Linked DNA regions of Sus scrofa: all the other regions are linked to region 4. Evidence: chromatin contacts called from public Hi-C and promoter capture Hi-C data. All regions are on one chromosome and are shown on one strand. The core of a region is the stretch at or near the end of the contact, and the rest is flanking DNA. Distances in the headings are between cores, read along the strand shown.

Region 1 (3,451 bases), core at 485-2,984, 40 kb before region 4:
ATGGCACAGGTTCCCCTCATTTTATGGAATACCAGCCATTCCTAAAAATTGTAATCACCTGAAAATGGTTTACAAGAAAAACAATACACGTGTAGAAGCTTTTAGAATCCCGATGCTGAAATTTTTTTAATTTTAAAAATTAAAAAATAATGAAAAAAGAAAAGAACATAAATAAATAAGAAAAAAAACTTAAAAAAAAAATCCCACCACAGAATGGGAGAAAATATTTGCAAATGAAGCAACTGACAAGGGATTAATCTCCAAAATTTATAAACACCATCTGCAGCTCAATACCAAAAAAGCAAACAACCCCATCAAAAAATGGGCAGAAGATCTAAACAGACAATTCTCCTGTTTTCTCCAAGACATACAGACGGCCAAAAAACACATGACAAGATGTTCAGCCTCAGTAATTATTAGAGAAATGCAAATCAAAACCACTATGAGGTAGCACCTTTCACGGGCCAGAATGGCCACCATCAAAGTCTACACACACTAATTGCTGGCGAAGGTGTGGAGAGAAGGAACCCTCTTACACTGTTGGTAAGAATGTAAATTGGTGCAACCACTGTGGAAAACAGTATGGAGATTCCCCAGAAAACTAAAAATAGAACTGCCATTTGATCCAACAATCCCACTCCTGGGCATCTACCCAGAGAAAACCATGACTCGCAAAGATACATGCATCCCAATGTTCACTGCATCACTATACACAATAGCCAAGACATGGAAACAACCTAAATGCCCACTGATGGAGGAGTGGATCAAGAAGATGTGGTACATACACACAACGGAATATGACTCAGCCATACAAAGGAATGAAATAATGGCATTTGCAGCAACATGGATGGGCCTAGAAATTTCCAGGCTAAGTGAAGTCAGTCAGACAGTGAGACACCAAGATCAAATGCTGTCACTTACATATGGAATCTTAAAAAAGGACACAATGAACTTCTTTACAGAACAGATACCGACTCAAAACTTTGAAAAACATATGGTTTCCAAAGGAGACAGGTTGGGGGGTGGGGGATGCATGGGGGGTTTGGGATGGAAATGCTATAAAATTGGGTTGTGATGATTGTTGTACAACTATACATGTAAGAAAATTCATTGAGTAATAAAAATAAACTAATATTTAATTTAATTTAAAAAAAGAATGCCAATGCTGATTATCCCAGGTGCCAGGGAACATGCTCTCAGCACAGGTTCCCTGACTTGCCCCTTGCAGCCTCCCTTTGAAATGGGGCCCCAATCTCCCAGCTGTTAATTTGAAATACTTCCCATCTCCCAGGGAGTTCCCATTGTGACTCAGTGGGTGAAGAACCCAACTAGTATCCATGAGGTTGCGGGTTCAATCCCTGGCCTCGTTCAGTGGGTTAAGGATCCAGCGTTGCTGTGGCTGTGGTGTAGGCCAGCATAGCTCTGATTCGACCCCTAGCCTGGGAACCTCCCTATGCCATGGTTCGCCCCTGAAAACAAACAACAAACAAAAAAGAAAACATCTCCCCGTTCCCTACCTGGGCCCAGGAAAACTGTCTCCAGGGTAGTGACCTGGAAACTAGATTTTCAGAATAAATAGCCTGGGTAATTGTTGTCAGCTGAGAAGTTGGGGGACCCAGGTGCAGGGACCGTTTGACATAAAAAAGGAAAATAAGGCACAAAGAGTAGGAGGCAACTTGCCCAAAGTCACTCAGCCAGGAAGGGGCAGGGCCGGGAATTGGCCCGGGATCACACAGCAGGTTTTCAGCGTGAAGGCTCAGACTGACGCCCTCTTCTGTCCCAGGTGGATGAGAGTGGCTCCCCACCTCCCCCCACAAAGCCCGGAGAGTGCTTAGGGTCCTCTTGGGCCCTCAGATCCCACTCGCCCTGGATGGGAGCCAAGCTGGCCCTCTGGCACCGTCTCTGCCTCTCTCCCCCCAGCCCTACGCCCTCACCCAAGATGCCTTTTCTCAAGCCAACTTTCCGCACTAGGGGGGGACAAGGGGTAGGGGCGGGAATGACCTTGAGGCCAAAGCACACAATGGCCCCATCAGTCTCTGGAGCCCTGCCAGGGAGAGGAAGGAAGCCTGCCCTGTTTTTCTCCCCTGGGCTGGAATGTTGATTCAGGATGGAGAGAGGGGAGGAGGGTGAGACAGAGGGAGGAGGGGGGAGAAAGCGGAGGGAGGAAGGAAGGAGGAAGACAGAATAGGGAGGGGCGAGCGGGGATGGAGAGAAGAAAGAGGAGGAGGAGGGAAGAGGGGGTGTCTGGCACCAAAGTGCCAAGGCCAGACTTTGGGAACCAAAACCAAGCAAGGAGGCTGCCAGCTCCAGCCCAACCTGACACAGAGTCCAGAGTCCAGAGAGGTCGTGCCAGCTCCTCAAGGTTGCCCAGGACCAGGGCAACCAAAGAGCCTCACCTGTGCTGCTAACCACAGGCAGAAGCTCCCTGGGTTCCCACAGTGACCTTCAGAAGCAGGTGTCAGGTGCACATTCCTGAGAAGACGAAATAGAGCCCTCCAGAGGCAAGGTCCCCTTTCTAGAATCATCTTCCCTTTGGATCACAGTCCATCCCCTCCTCCTCTCCTTCCTTCTCACTCCACTCTGGCCTTTCTGTTGTTTGAACAACCTGTGCAACTCCTGCCTCAGGGCCTTTGCACGGGATTTTCTCAGCCAGGAGTGTTCTCACCATGATACTCCATTCAGGTCTTGGCTCAGATGTCATCTCCTCGGAAGGAAGAACCCCTCCCTGAACACCCACTGTTGTCTAGCTTTGTTCATCAGAATATTTATGACACACAATCCACTTTAATTGATACATTTCTTCTTTCTTTTTTTTTTTTTTTTTTTTTCTTTCTCCCCTTTTGGCCACCTCATGGCATAAGGAGTTCCCAGGTCAGGGATCAAATCCAAGCCAGAGTTGCAACCTAGGCCACAGTTATAGCCATGCCGAATCCTTTAACCCATTGTGCCAGGGGCAGGCCGGGGATTGAACCTGCACCCTGGCACTGCAGAGATGCAGCTCCCATTGTGCCACACAGGAACTCCAATATTATATATTTCTTTCTTTACTCGTTCCTTTCCACCGGACCGTGAGGTCCACCAGGCAAGAATTTTATCTCTTTTGTTTATCACCTAAATCAGTGCTTGGCCCATAGCAGGTGCTCAATAAATAATAGTAGTAATGATAAGGAGACTTGCCTTACAAGACATTAAAACATGCTGTCGAGGGAGTTCCCATTGTGGCACAGCAGAAACGAATCCGACTAGCATCCATGAGGATGCAGGTTCGATCCCTGGCCTCGTTCAGTGGGTCGGGGATCCAGCACTGCCCTGAGCTGTGGTGTGGGTCACAGACACCTCTGGCATCTGGCATTGCCATTGTCGTGGCCATGGTGCAAGCCAGCAGTTGCAGCTCTGATTTGACCCCTAGCCTGGGAACTTACATATGCCACAGGTGCGGCCCTAAAAAAAA
Region 2 (3,644 bases), core at 437-2,936, 43 kb after region 4:
AGATGAACAGGAACCGAAGGATTTCAGGAGCTCAGTGGCATCCCCTCCCTCTGGCCTCCTGCTTCCCCCCCTCACCCCTACACGCTGGGTGGCCTCACCAGCTCCCCGCCACCTCCGCAGCCCAAAGAATGTGAAGAGGTAGGTGGGGGTGGGGAGAAGCGGGAGCCTCTGAGGAGAGACAAAGGGGCCGAGTCAGAGCGAGAGACAACAAAGACGCAAGGAGGCTGGAAAGATAAGAGAAGTGGGACAAGGACGCGGGGAGGGACCAACGGTGTCTGGAGGCCCTAGCCGGGCGGCAGGGCCAGCGGAATGCGGGGGGCTGGTCTGTGCTGCCCCCTGGCGGGCGGCCGCGGAAAGGAACTGGTGAGGACCAGACACCCGAGAGGACTGGGGGATGCGGAGAGGGAAGGGAGGTTAAGAGAGACGCAGAGAGAAACAAGAGACACGGAAAGAGACACCGAAACACCCATTGAGACATAAGGACAGAGACAGACACAGAAAGAGGCAGAGAGACACAGATAGGAACACATAGAGGAAGACAGAGACCCAGAGACGCAGACAGAGACAAAGGGATGGAAAAGAGACAAGGATCAAGTGACACAGAAACAGCAATAGAAAGACACCAGAAAGAAAGAGACCAGCTACACAAAGTGACAGCGAAACGTGAAGACTGAAAAACCCAGAGATAGAGAAACAGGGACGGAAAAAGAAAGGCAAAAAATAGACACAAAGAGACACTAAAAGAGAAATTTAAAAAGAAACGATGCAGCGACTCCTAGAGTCCCAAGCAGAGATTAGAAAGCGACGAGGACAGGCTGAGATGCGCACAGATACGAACGACAGTAGGCACGGGGTGAGAACTAGGGAATTCGAGAGGCAGGGAAGGGGGTGGGGACTCTGCGTGGGGGCGGGGTTCCAGGGGGGCGGGCCTATGAGAACCCACGCTCCTCACGCAGGTGTGACGAGAAGGCAGGGACTAAAACTGAAGGGGACGGGTTAGTCTTTGGGGCGGGGCCGAGGCCAGGACTGAGCTCCCGAGAAGGGGCGGAGAACGGGTGGGCGGGGTGCACCGCGAAAGGCGGAGCCTCACGGGGGCGGAGACAGCCGAAAGCTCCGACGCGTGCGTGACTACAGCGCCCCTTAGACAGGGGGCGGGGCACGAGGGCAACCTTGAGTAAAGGGGCGTGGCAATAACGCTAGGGGGCGGAGCTTGAACGCTGGGAGAGGGCAAAGATAGAATTCTGGGGCAAGGAGGCTGTGATCAAAGAACCCTGGGAAGGGCGAACTTGGAATCCTGGGGAGGAGCAGGAAGGGGAGGGAGAGGAATGCTGGGGGCGGGGCGGGCGTTGAATCCTGGGGAGGCGCGGACAGGGCCTCCCAGGAGGGGGCGGGTCAGAACAGCATGAGGGGGCGTGGCCGGAGCCTGGGATCGGGTCGGCTCTTGGGGGGAGGAAAGGGGTGGATCCTGTGACGTCAGCGAGTCCGAAGCCAGAAAGAAGCTAGGAACCGGGGGGCAACGAGCTGGAAGAGCCAGGCAGCGAGAGCCAAGCCGGGAGAAGAGAGCGCGGCAGGAACCGGCCGGGAGCCAGAGCCACCCAGGCACCTGGTCGTCCTCTCAACCGATTGGCGCTCGCAGAGTGGCCCTCAGGCCCCCGCCCGGTCCCGGTCCCCCTCCCCGGGCCCCCCATGGCCCGGGCCGCAGCCCTCCCGCCGTCAAGATTGTCGCCGCCGACGCTGCCGCTACTGCCGTTGCTGCTACTACTGCTCCGGGAAACCCGTGAGAAACCGCAGACGCCTCCCTGGCGCGCGCGAACCCCTCCCCTTCCCCACCCCAGCAGAGGGTCGAGATGATGAATCGAGACCCCCCCCCCCAATCTTTCCTTCTCCTGGAGTTGGGAGTCTGAGGCCTGGGGAGAATTGAGGGCAGGGAGCCAGATGCCGAGGTCCTCGAGAGGGGCGGGGAACTAGCACTTTGGGCCTCTTGGAGGGCCAAGAATGACAATTCGGGCGACCTGGGGAAGGGCCTGAGGGCTCCAATCCCGGGCCTCAGGATTCCCGAGGCTCTGACTCCCGGGCCCCAGAAAACCAGGGACTGGGGCTGACTCCTGGGCCTCAGAAAAATTAGAGGGTGAGAGCTCTGTCTCTTGGGTGCCAGGTAGTGTGAAGGCTAGGGGCTACGGACGCCGGGGTCCTGGTAGAGTTGAGGGCAGGAAGGGCTCAAACTTAGGAGTTCCGTGTGGTGAGCCGAGGGCTCTGTCTGCTCGGTGCCAGACAGAATTGGGAGAAGGGGAGGGCAAACGCCCTGTCTCCTGGGCTCCAGATTTAATTGTGGGGCATTGGAATGTCTCGTGAGATGCAGATACACATGTGGGCAGGAATCCCGACTCGGGTACTAGATAAAATGCAGGGCCTGAGGCCCTGCCTGGAAACTGGAGGCTCGGTGGGCTGTGTTTCAGGTAGACTAAGGAGGCCGAGTCCCGCCGGCCGGGACCCTTCCCGTTCCTTGTGAGCCGTCGGCGGGGAGGCCCCTAGGGAAGTTTTCCGGGTTTCACTTTGGGCGAGCCGGGCCGGGCCGGGCGGGGCCGGGCCGGGCCGGGCGGGGGCTCTCCTGGCTCCCGGTTCCAGACTCCCGGTTTCGGGACCTTATCTTTCCTGTAGTCGTGCCTTTGTCCTCGGAGCCGCTGCGGGGGGTGGACGGGAGGAGACGCCGCCCTAATCCCCCCTCTCTCTCCCTCCGCTCTAGCCCCCTCCTGTTCCCTCCACCTCCCAGAGGGGAGGGGCGCAGACCTAGGAGAGGGAGGGGCTGGGAGGAAACAGGTGAAGGAGGCTCCGGCCCCGCCCCTTGCAGGTGACTGGGCTGTTTATTCCCAGCTAGAAACTTAGTGTACTGGAGTTTCCCAAAGGTTTACCAGAAAGTGCGGAGGCAACTTGGGGAAGTTCTGGTCTTGCCTCTGGTCTTTTTTCCCAGCAGGTCTCTGAACTGTCTCCCAGATTCCACCTGGAGTCAGGGACTGCCGCTTCCATCACCTGCCTCTCCCTCTTGTGTGGGAGATAGGGAGATAAAGTCAGACCCCGCCACCTCTAGGAGAATGCTCAGAATCCACCCCTCCCCCCTTGCACCCGGTGGGGACTCGGTGCGTGGTCTTGTGGAAGGCGCCGGATCACCCCCAGGAGACAGGTTCAGTTCCTGTTCCCATTTTGCAGAGGAGGGAACAGAGTCTTAGAAAGGGCAAACCGCTTTCCCAGGATCCACAGCCACCTGCAGACTTGAGAGCCTTTCCCAGGATCCTCCAGACCCAGGAGGACCCAGCCTTCAGATGGCAGAGACACAGAAGAGACTTTGAGAACAGCACCACTCCCCCCGCCCCCCTCCTCCCGAGGGCTTCAGCAAGCGGCCCTGAGCCTCCATTTCCTCCTTAGCACAGCAGATATCATAGTTCTTTCCTGCAAGGCCATTGGGAGGATTTAGGGGTGGCACTTGATGGGGAGGTCTTCCCCTTTCCTGACCCTCCATCCTAGTGCTTTTGCTCTCTGCTCTCTCTCCCCTCCCTTTCTCCCTCCCTCTCCTCTCTCTCCCTCTGCTCCTTCCCTCACTCCCCCCCTTCTTCCTCTCTCTGTCTCTCACCCTCTCCCTCTCAGCTCCT
Region 3 (3,382 bases), core at 86-2,585, 58 kb before region 4:
GTGATTCAGCACTTCTGCACATCACAAAATGATCACCACTTTGGTGTGTACTTTTCACTGACAGCTCATCTGAAGGCCAACAAGCTAATGGAAGCGGCTATCACATTACACTGCTGCAGTCACCTCACTGCCTCCCAGCACCTGCCCTCACCTCCCCGAGTCTGTTCCCCACACACAGCCAGCAGATCTTAGTACCACCTAAGTCAGCTCCCATCCCTCCTCTGCTCACAACGCTCCCAGGGCTCCCATCTCAGAATAAAAGCCAAAGTCCCCCTGTGGCCCACAGGCCTGCAGGATCCACCCCTTTTCCCTCTCTGCCCTTGCACGCTCTGCTCCAGCCACACTCCACACTCCCCAAAACACTCCTGCCTCAGGGCCTTTGCCCATGCTGTTCCCTCTGCCTGGAATGCTTTTCCCCCAGATTCAGCACAGCTCCCTCACTGAGTCTCTACTTCATTGTCACCTCCTAAAACACCTTCTCTCTGCCCTACAGAAACCAGTGCCCCACATACGTCCATCCCCTCCCCTCCTTTCTTTCTTTCTCTAGCATTATCTCCACCTGATATCTTATACCTGTTCATGTTTGTCAACTATCTCCCCCCAAAAAAGGTCAGCTCTGTGAGGCAAGGATTTCGGTCCGTCCAATGTGTGCCTGTAACCCAGCACCTAGAACAGTGCCTGGCACGTGGTAGATGCTCACTAGAAGGTTGGCGAAAGGTGAACAATGGCGCCCACATACCCTGTGCTTAGCACCGAGCCCTCCGTGCACCTGCTGTCCCTCTCCCTTGGAGGAATCCCAGGGAGGTTAGTGTCCTGAGCGGCCACCACCCACTTCCTAGACAGGCAAAGGCCCCTGCCCAGGGTCATCAGGTTTACTTTCTGCCTGGCTCTGCGCCTAGCACATAGTAGATGCAAAGGAAACTGCAGCCCTCAACTGGGTCAAAAATTCAGGCTCATGGAGCTCCCGTCGTGGCTTAGTGGTTAACGAATCCGACCAGGAACCATGAGGTTGCAGGTTCTATCCCTGGCCTTGCTCAGTGGGTTAAGGATCCGGTGTTGCTGTGAGCTGTGGTGTAGGTCACAGATGCGGCTCGGATCCCGCGTTTCTGTGGCTCTGGCGTAGGCCAGCAGCTATAGCTCTGATTAGACCCCTAGCCTGGGAAGCTCCATATGCCACGGGAGTGGCTCCAGCAAAGGCAAAAAGACAAAAAAAATTCAGGCTCATGTCTGGGGAAGCACCAGCACAGGGGCTGGGAAGGTAGGGGCTGGGAGCAGATAGGGAAGGGCAAAGACAGCAGAGAAAGGTGGGTGTGATGCTGCGGGTGGTAGGGAGCCATGGCGGAGGTGGGACAAAAGCCGGGACCTGCCTCCAAGACTCGGAGCCTCCTCTTTCTCCTCAGCCAGAAGGCAAGTCACCTGAAACCCTGGCCTCCCTGGAGATTCCTGTCTCTGTGTCATCCACACCCGGTGTCCGGTTCCACAAACACTCTCTGAGCCTCTGCTTTGTACCCGATCCTGTGCTGGGCAGTGCTGGGGACATGGTGGTGACCATGACAGCCCTGGTCCCGCCCTCCCATGACTCATGGTCCATTTGAAGAAACAGGGTCCCCTCCCCCTCGGAGAGTGAGGACCCAGGGTGGTCAGGGCTGGGACTGGGGATTCAGGGCACACCAAAGTCCAGGACGGCTTCCTGGAGGAGGAGTTATTGGCTAAGCAATGAAACAGAGGAGAGGAAGCAGGGATGTGCTAGGAGGAGAGAGCAAGATGAGGCAGCAAAACTGGAGCAGAGAGTTTCCAGAAGGAAAGGGTGCTCTATGAGACCGGTCAGGTGGGCAGGGCCAGGCCATGCAGGGCCTGGTGGGCTGCAGTGAGGAGCTGGGCTTTCTCCCCAGGGCGCTGGGCAGCCATAGCAGGTTCTAAGCACCAAGATGGGGCCAAACCAGGGCTAGAGGCCAGGAGGGGATTGGGGAGGGAAAACCAGACAAGGGATGGGGGGGGGTGGGGGGGTGCCTGGACCAGGGCAGGGGCCACAGGGAGCGAGACAAAAGTGCACACGGAAGAGATATTTAAGAGGCAGGGATGAAGGAGTGTGGAATGCAGGGGGAGGGGAGATTGGCCGTCAGGAACAAGGCCCCGTCTCTCTGTCCCAGTGACAGATGGATGGTGGCGCCATCCCTGATAAGAGGATGATGGGGAAGGGGCGGGGGAGCAGGTCTGGGGGAAGATGCCCAGGTCAGTTTGGGACGGGGTGAGCGACAGACATGCCAGGGCCATCTGAGGGTAGGCATCCTGGATGCCACGGGGACGAGGGCCCGGGGCTCAGGGGAGAGGGCTGGGCCGGGACAGAGAAGGGTGAGGTGAGGTCACAGGAGAGGTGGGGGAAGCAGAAAGCGCCAGGTCACCCACAACTCACCTGGCCGCACCCACCCCTCTCGCCCAAGTCACAGCCCCGCCCCACCAGGGCAGCTCAGGACGTGGTGCCTGGCGGCGCCCCAGGGGCAAACCAGGACAGAGGAACCACAGGTACAGCCCCTGCCCAGAAGCAGGATGGTGGGGCCTCGGAGGCACCAGGACGCTGAAGCCATCAAGAGAGCGATAACAACACATTTGTCAGGAATGCTCTTCCCTTGGAGGCAGCGTGGCCTCTGCCCGGCATTACCTTCCCGGAGACCCTGGCCTCTGCCCTCAGTTCCCAAACCGCGCACCCGCTTCCTGGCTTTATCTTGCCCCCCAGCACTTAACCTCCACCCAACATGGAACAGACTTTATGTTTTATTTGTTTATCAGCCCCACGAGAACAGGGATTTTATTTACCAGCCCCTAGAACAGTGCCTGGCAGACAACTGATGCTCATCAAATATTTGTAGAGTAAATTCATGAGTGATTTCTTAAGCCTTTGCTCCATGCCAGGCGGCAGTGTAAGTACGTCGCCAGAATTCACTCATTTAATCCTTACAACGGCCCACGCAGTGCATACCATCACCACTCCCATTTTACAGCTCAGGAAACTGAGGCCCAACAGGCTGACCGGCACAGAGAACGCTCCCCAGTGTTCTGTGATAATCGACGTGGGAAAAGAATCTGAGAGAGGAGTTCCCATCGTGGCGCAGTGGTTAACGAATCCGACTAGGAACCATGAGGTTGCGGGTTCGATCCCTGCCTTTGCTCAGTGGGTTAACGATCCGGCATTGCCATGAGCTGTGGTGTAGGCCGCAGACGTGGCTCGGATCCCGCGTTGCTGTGGCTCTGACGTAGGCCAGAGCAGCTACAGCTCCGATTCGACCCCTAGCCTGGGAACCTCCATATGCCGTGGGAGCAGCCCTAGAAAAGGCAAAATGACAAACAAAAAAAAAGAAAAGAAAAGAATCTGAGAGAGAATGGA
Region 4 (3,580 bases), core at 333-2,832:
CTTTCCTGCTGTTTTACTTGTTATTCAGTTTTTCCTGTTATTTGCTTATTATTCTTATTTTCCATTCTTATTTTCCTGTGGTGATGTGTGATTTAACAAAATTACAGAAATAATATAATAAGAATTTCATCCTGAAGGACTTTCCCCTATTCAAATCTAATCTAATTAAAAACACAGTGTTTATCTACTAACTAGTTATACAGTAAGCTTTAGAGTTAGGATTTTAATAAGGTTCATAGAGGTTAGACATATATTATTCATGATTAAAAAGACATAATCAGTTGCCTTTGATTCTCTAAGAGACTTTTAAGTTTTAGCTAATTAAAGTTGATTTATAGTTTCTCATACTGTCTTCCCACCACGACGCCTTGAAGATAAGCACTAATCTAAAAACACGATTTGTAAATCCTTATGTCTGTAGCCTTTTTTAACTGTTAAAGATTAGCTAACCACAAGATGCTTTGTCCTGAATCTTCTTATTTTCACATGATGTTTTGTACTCATGATGTTTTGGGCTTATCGATCTTAGTTTTAATTAAAGATCTTAGAACGTAATCATAACTACTGCACCGTGTGACCAGGAAACATAATCTCAAAGTTAACCTTTAGAACTTAACCTTTAGGTGGTGTACTTTTAACATGGTGACGTAATCTGCAATTAAAAACTGTCTATGTAAACAATCATCTATACCAATAAAATCAAGCAGTCCAGCACTCTGAAAAAGAGACAAAGAGGCTGTCTCCGTGTGCATTCGCCGACACCGTCCATCCCCGACAGGGTGCGCATCCCTGGCCCCCTGGCCGCTGGAACTGGACTCTGGCACCCACACCGAGTGGCTTCAGACAGTAAATTTATTCCCTCACAACTCTGGGGAGGAGGAGCCCGAATTCAACTTATTAGCAGGGCTATGCTCTCTCTGAAAGCTCTAGGGGAGAATCCCTCTTGCCCTTCCTACTTCTGGAACTTGTCAGCCATCCTTGGCCTTCCTTGCCCTATAGACGCGACACTCCAGTCTCAGCCTCCATCATCGCATGGCTGTCTCCCTGTGGGTGTATCTGTGTCTGTCTCCAAATTTCCAGTGATATTGAATTTGGGGCCCATCCTAATTTGCTATGACCTCATCTTAACTTGGTTACACCTGCAAAAACTCTATTTCTAAACAAGGTCACATTCACAGGAAATGCAGGGGGGGCACTCTTCAACGCAGGATGCTCATCATTATGTTTTGTTTTGTGTTTTAGGTCCGCACATGCAGCATATGGAAGTTTCCAGGCTAGGGGTCCAATTGGAGTTGCAGCTGCCAGCCTACACCGCAGCCACAGCCACGCTAGATCCGAGCCAAATCTGCCACCTATGCCACAGCTTCCATCCAGGTCATCCCTTTGAACGGCCGTGCAGGAGTCCTCTGGGTAAAGGATACCACACTGTGTTCATTCTTTCTCTGATGATGGACACTTGCCTTCTTCCCAGTTTTTTCTCCATTTCGGACAGGACGGCAATTAACATCCCCGAATATATCTCTTGGAGTCTCTCAGCGCAGTATTTTTCAAACTGCCCAACAAGATCCATTAGTGGGTTGTGAAATCAATTTAGTGGGTTGCAAACACAATTTTCCCATTAATGAAATGAAGTTAAATAGAAAAGAAGATATCAGAGTGCATGCACACAGGCAGGGGGAGGCCGACCCTGTGTAGCAATCTGTTTCAGGTGTTTCACACCCCAATGTGAGCAAAGGTGTTTATGAGCCACGGTGCTGAAAGATGGAGCTGGCAACGGACTTGCCCTGCCAAGGCTTGGATGGCTGCTGTCAAATTACTCTCCAACTTAATTCATCCACAGGCCAATGGGGTTTCAACCTATTTCACAGAGGTGGTAACTGAGGCTCGGAGAGGGCAGGAAGGCAAGAAGCTGGGAGACAGAATCCTCCATCCTGACTGCAAAGATGCAAAGACCCTGTCTCTGCTTAGTCTGAAATGCAAATTTGAAGATTCCAAAATTTCACAAGTTAAGGATTCTCAAGTTCTAAGAGATAAGGAGTTCTAAGAGGAGGGTGCCATGAGCCTCAGCCTCAGCTCTTTTTTTTTCTTTTTCTTTTTTCTTTTTTCTTGTTTTGGCCGCCCTGCGGCATATGGAGCTCCCAGGCCAGGGATCAGATCAGAGCTGCAGTTGCAACCTATGCTGCACCTTTGGCAACACCAGATCCTTAACGCACTGTGCCACGCCAGGATGGAACCTGCGTGCCAGTACTCCAGAGACACCATCGATCTGGTCTGTGCCACAGCAGAAACCCCTCAGTTCTCATCCCCCTCCTTCCTCAAAGAGTTTTTGAGAATTCAGTGAGAAAATGTAAAGCCTGAAACCCACGGCCCGACACAGAGTAATTGTTCAATAACCGTTAGCTGTTACTATAACACTCTGATTAGAAATTCTGTAGGTATGCGGATATTTGTAATCTGTCCTCGTCCAGGTCTCCCGGCCAGAGCGTAGCCAGGACGCCCAGGGTCGTGGCCTGGATCCCGTGGGAGAGGAGGGATGATCCGGCCCACAACGCCCCCTGGTGGCCTCCCAGAGGACTGCAGAGTCTCAGCCGAGGCTACAGGACGCCGGGTCGTTGGCGGGGGTCGGAACCACGCCCCTCCAGCCCTTCGCAGACCAGCCCTGCCCTTCCCTTCAGGAACCCTATCTTCCCGCTTCGTCCCCTAAAGACCCAGAAGCCCCCACCCTCTTTGTAAATCTGGGTGTCTCATCTCCAGCTTGATTTCTTGCAGGCGCCTGTCACCGGGACCCAGGAATTAGGTCCCGGCTCTCTCAGACACCCTTCTCCCCCACTCCAGCTCTTAGAGGACTCAGGGGTCTGGGCACACTGCGTTCCTTCTTGGAGACAAAGGGACCGTACTATCTCTCTAACATTTAACCCTAGAAAGTTCAGCTCTCTGACCTTTAATCCCGAGCGACGACCGATGAGCCACACATTTCACCGCAGCCCAGGAAAGTTACGTCCCAACCCCAGCCCCCTTCAGGGTCTGGATAGCTAAACTCCCAGCCCCACTCTGGCATCCAACAAGTTCCAGGTTTCCCCCACCCCCTCCAGTGCCAACTAGGGACTCTCCGCCCTTTCAGAAGGGGCCCAGGTATCCTACCTGCAATTTCTACCCGCTTGGGAAGTCCTATCGCCACCCACCCAAGCCACCCCATCCGGCTCTTCTTTGGGGATCAGACATTACAATCCCATCTAGAGGGAACCCAGTTGTCAAGAGTCCCCAGCCCCTGCCCCCTCTGGTGTCACAGGTACCGGCAGGTCCCTTCTCGGTTCTCCAGGGCCTGCCCTCACCTCTCCCGCCCCGTCCCGTCCCACCTAGGCCTGGGCGGGGCCGCGCCTCTCTCAGCCGCTCGCGTCCCTCCCGGGGCACCCAAGGGACCCATGGCTGCGGCGGCCCGGCGGGGACCGCAGTGGGGAGAATCCCGCGCGTTCGGCCGGGCGGTGAGGCTGCTGCAGCGCCTAGGAGAGCAATGCAGGGACCCCCGACTCGGCTCCGGTCCCCCCTCCTTGCGGGACCTGCTGCCCCGCACCGCGCAGCT

The links. Promoter capture Hi-C pulls out the DNA fragments that hold promoters and counts their contacts. A called contact is a pair of places that touch in the nucleus more often than the background predicts.
Region 1: a contact with region 4 is called in a promoter capture Hi-C map of liver, with 9 times the contacts expected there. The contact joins the enhancer-like site here to the promoter of CBLC in region 4. A contact is called at or near these places in 4 of 5 promoter capture datasets (fetal skeletal muscle, liver and skeletal muscle), 32 of 47 Hi-C or Micro-C datasets (adipose tissue, alveolar macrophages, blood and 15 more) and 2 of 2 datasets of contacts at active chromatin or transcription factors (alveolar macrophages and skeletal muscle).
Region 2: a contact with region 4 is called in a Hi-C map of liver, with 5 times the contacts expected there. The contact joins the promoter of NECTIN2 here to the promoter of CBLC in region 4. A contact is called at or near these places in 1 of 5 promoter capture datasets (liver), 15 of 47 Hi-C or Micro-C datasets (embryonic fibroblasts, epiblast stem cells, fetal skeletal muscle and 6 more) and 1 of 2 datasets of contacts at active chromatin or transcription factors (skeletal muscle).
Region 3: a promoter capture Hi-C map of liver shows a contact between it and region 4, with 4 times the contacts expected there. The contact joins the promoter of CEACAM16 here to the promoter of CBLC in region 4. A contact is called at or near these places in 1 of 5 promoter capture datasets (liver), 13 of 47 Hi-C or Micro-C datasets (alveolar macrophages, blood, embryonic fibroblasts and 7 more) and 2 of 2 datasets of contacts at active chromatin or transcription factors (alveolar macrophages and skeletal muscle).

Annotation. Positions count from the first base shown.
Region 1 is chr6:51,232,802-51,236,252 of Sscrofa11.1, forward strand. No RefSeq gene overlaps it. Among named protein-coding and RNA genes, the nearest start is that of CEACAM16, 17 kb to the left of the region's middle. Within about 2 kb of position 1,735, at least 20 of the 83 cell types and tissues checked have an H3K27ac peak or open chromatin away from gene starts, as enhancers often do. A contact at or near this core is called in liver, skeletal muscle and subcutaneous adipose tissue, where this site is marked.
Region 2 is chr6:51,315,971-51,319,614 of Sscrofa11.1, forward strand. NECTIN2 (nectin cell adhesion molecule 2) reads left to right here and starts at 1,687. Exons shown (of 6, transcript NM_001097494.1): 1 at 1,687-1,777. The coding sequence starts at 1,687.
Region 3 is chr6:51,215,750-51,219,131 of Sscrofa11.1, forward strand. CEACAM16 (carcinoembryonic antigen-related cell adhesion molecule 16) reads left to right here and starts at 1,336. Exons shown (of 9, transcript XM_021097551.1): 1 at 1,336-1,407. The coding sequence starts at 1,336.
Region 4 is chr6:51,273,135-51,276,714 of Sscrofa11.1, forward strand. CBLC (E3 ubiquitin-protein ligase CBL-C) reads left to right here and starts at 1,583. Exons shown (of 12, transcript XM_005653285.3): 1 at 1,583-3,580. The coding sequence starts at 3,423.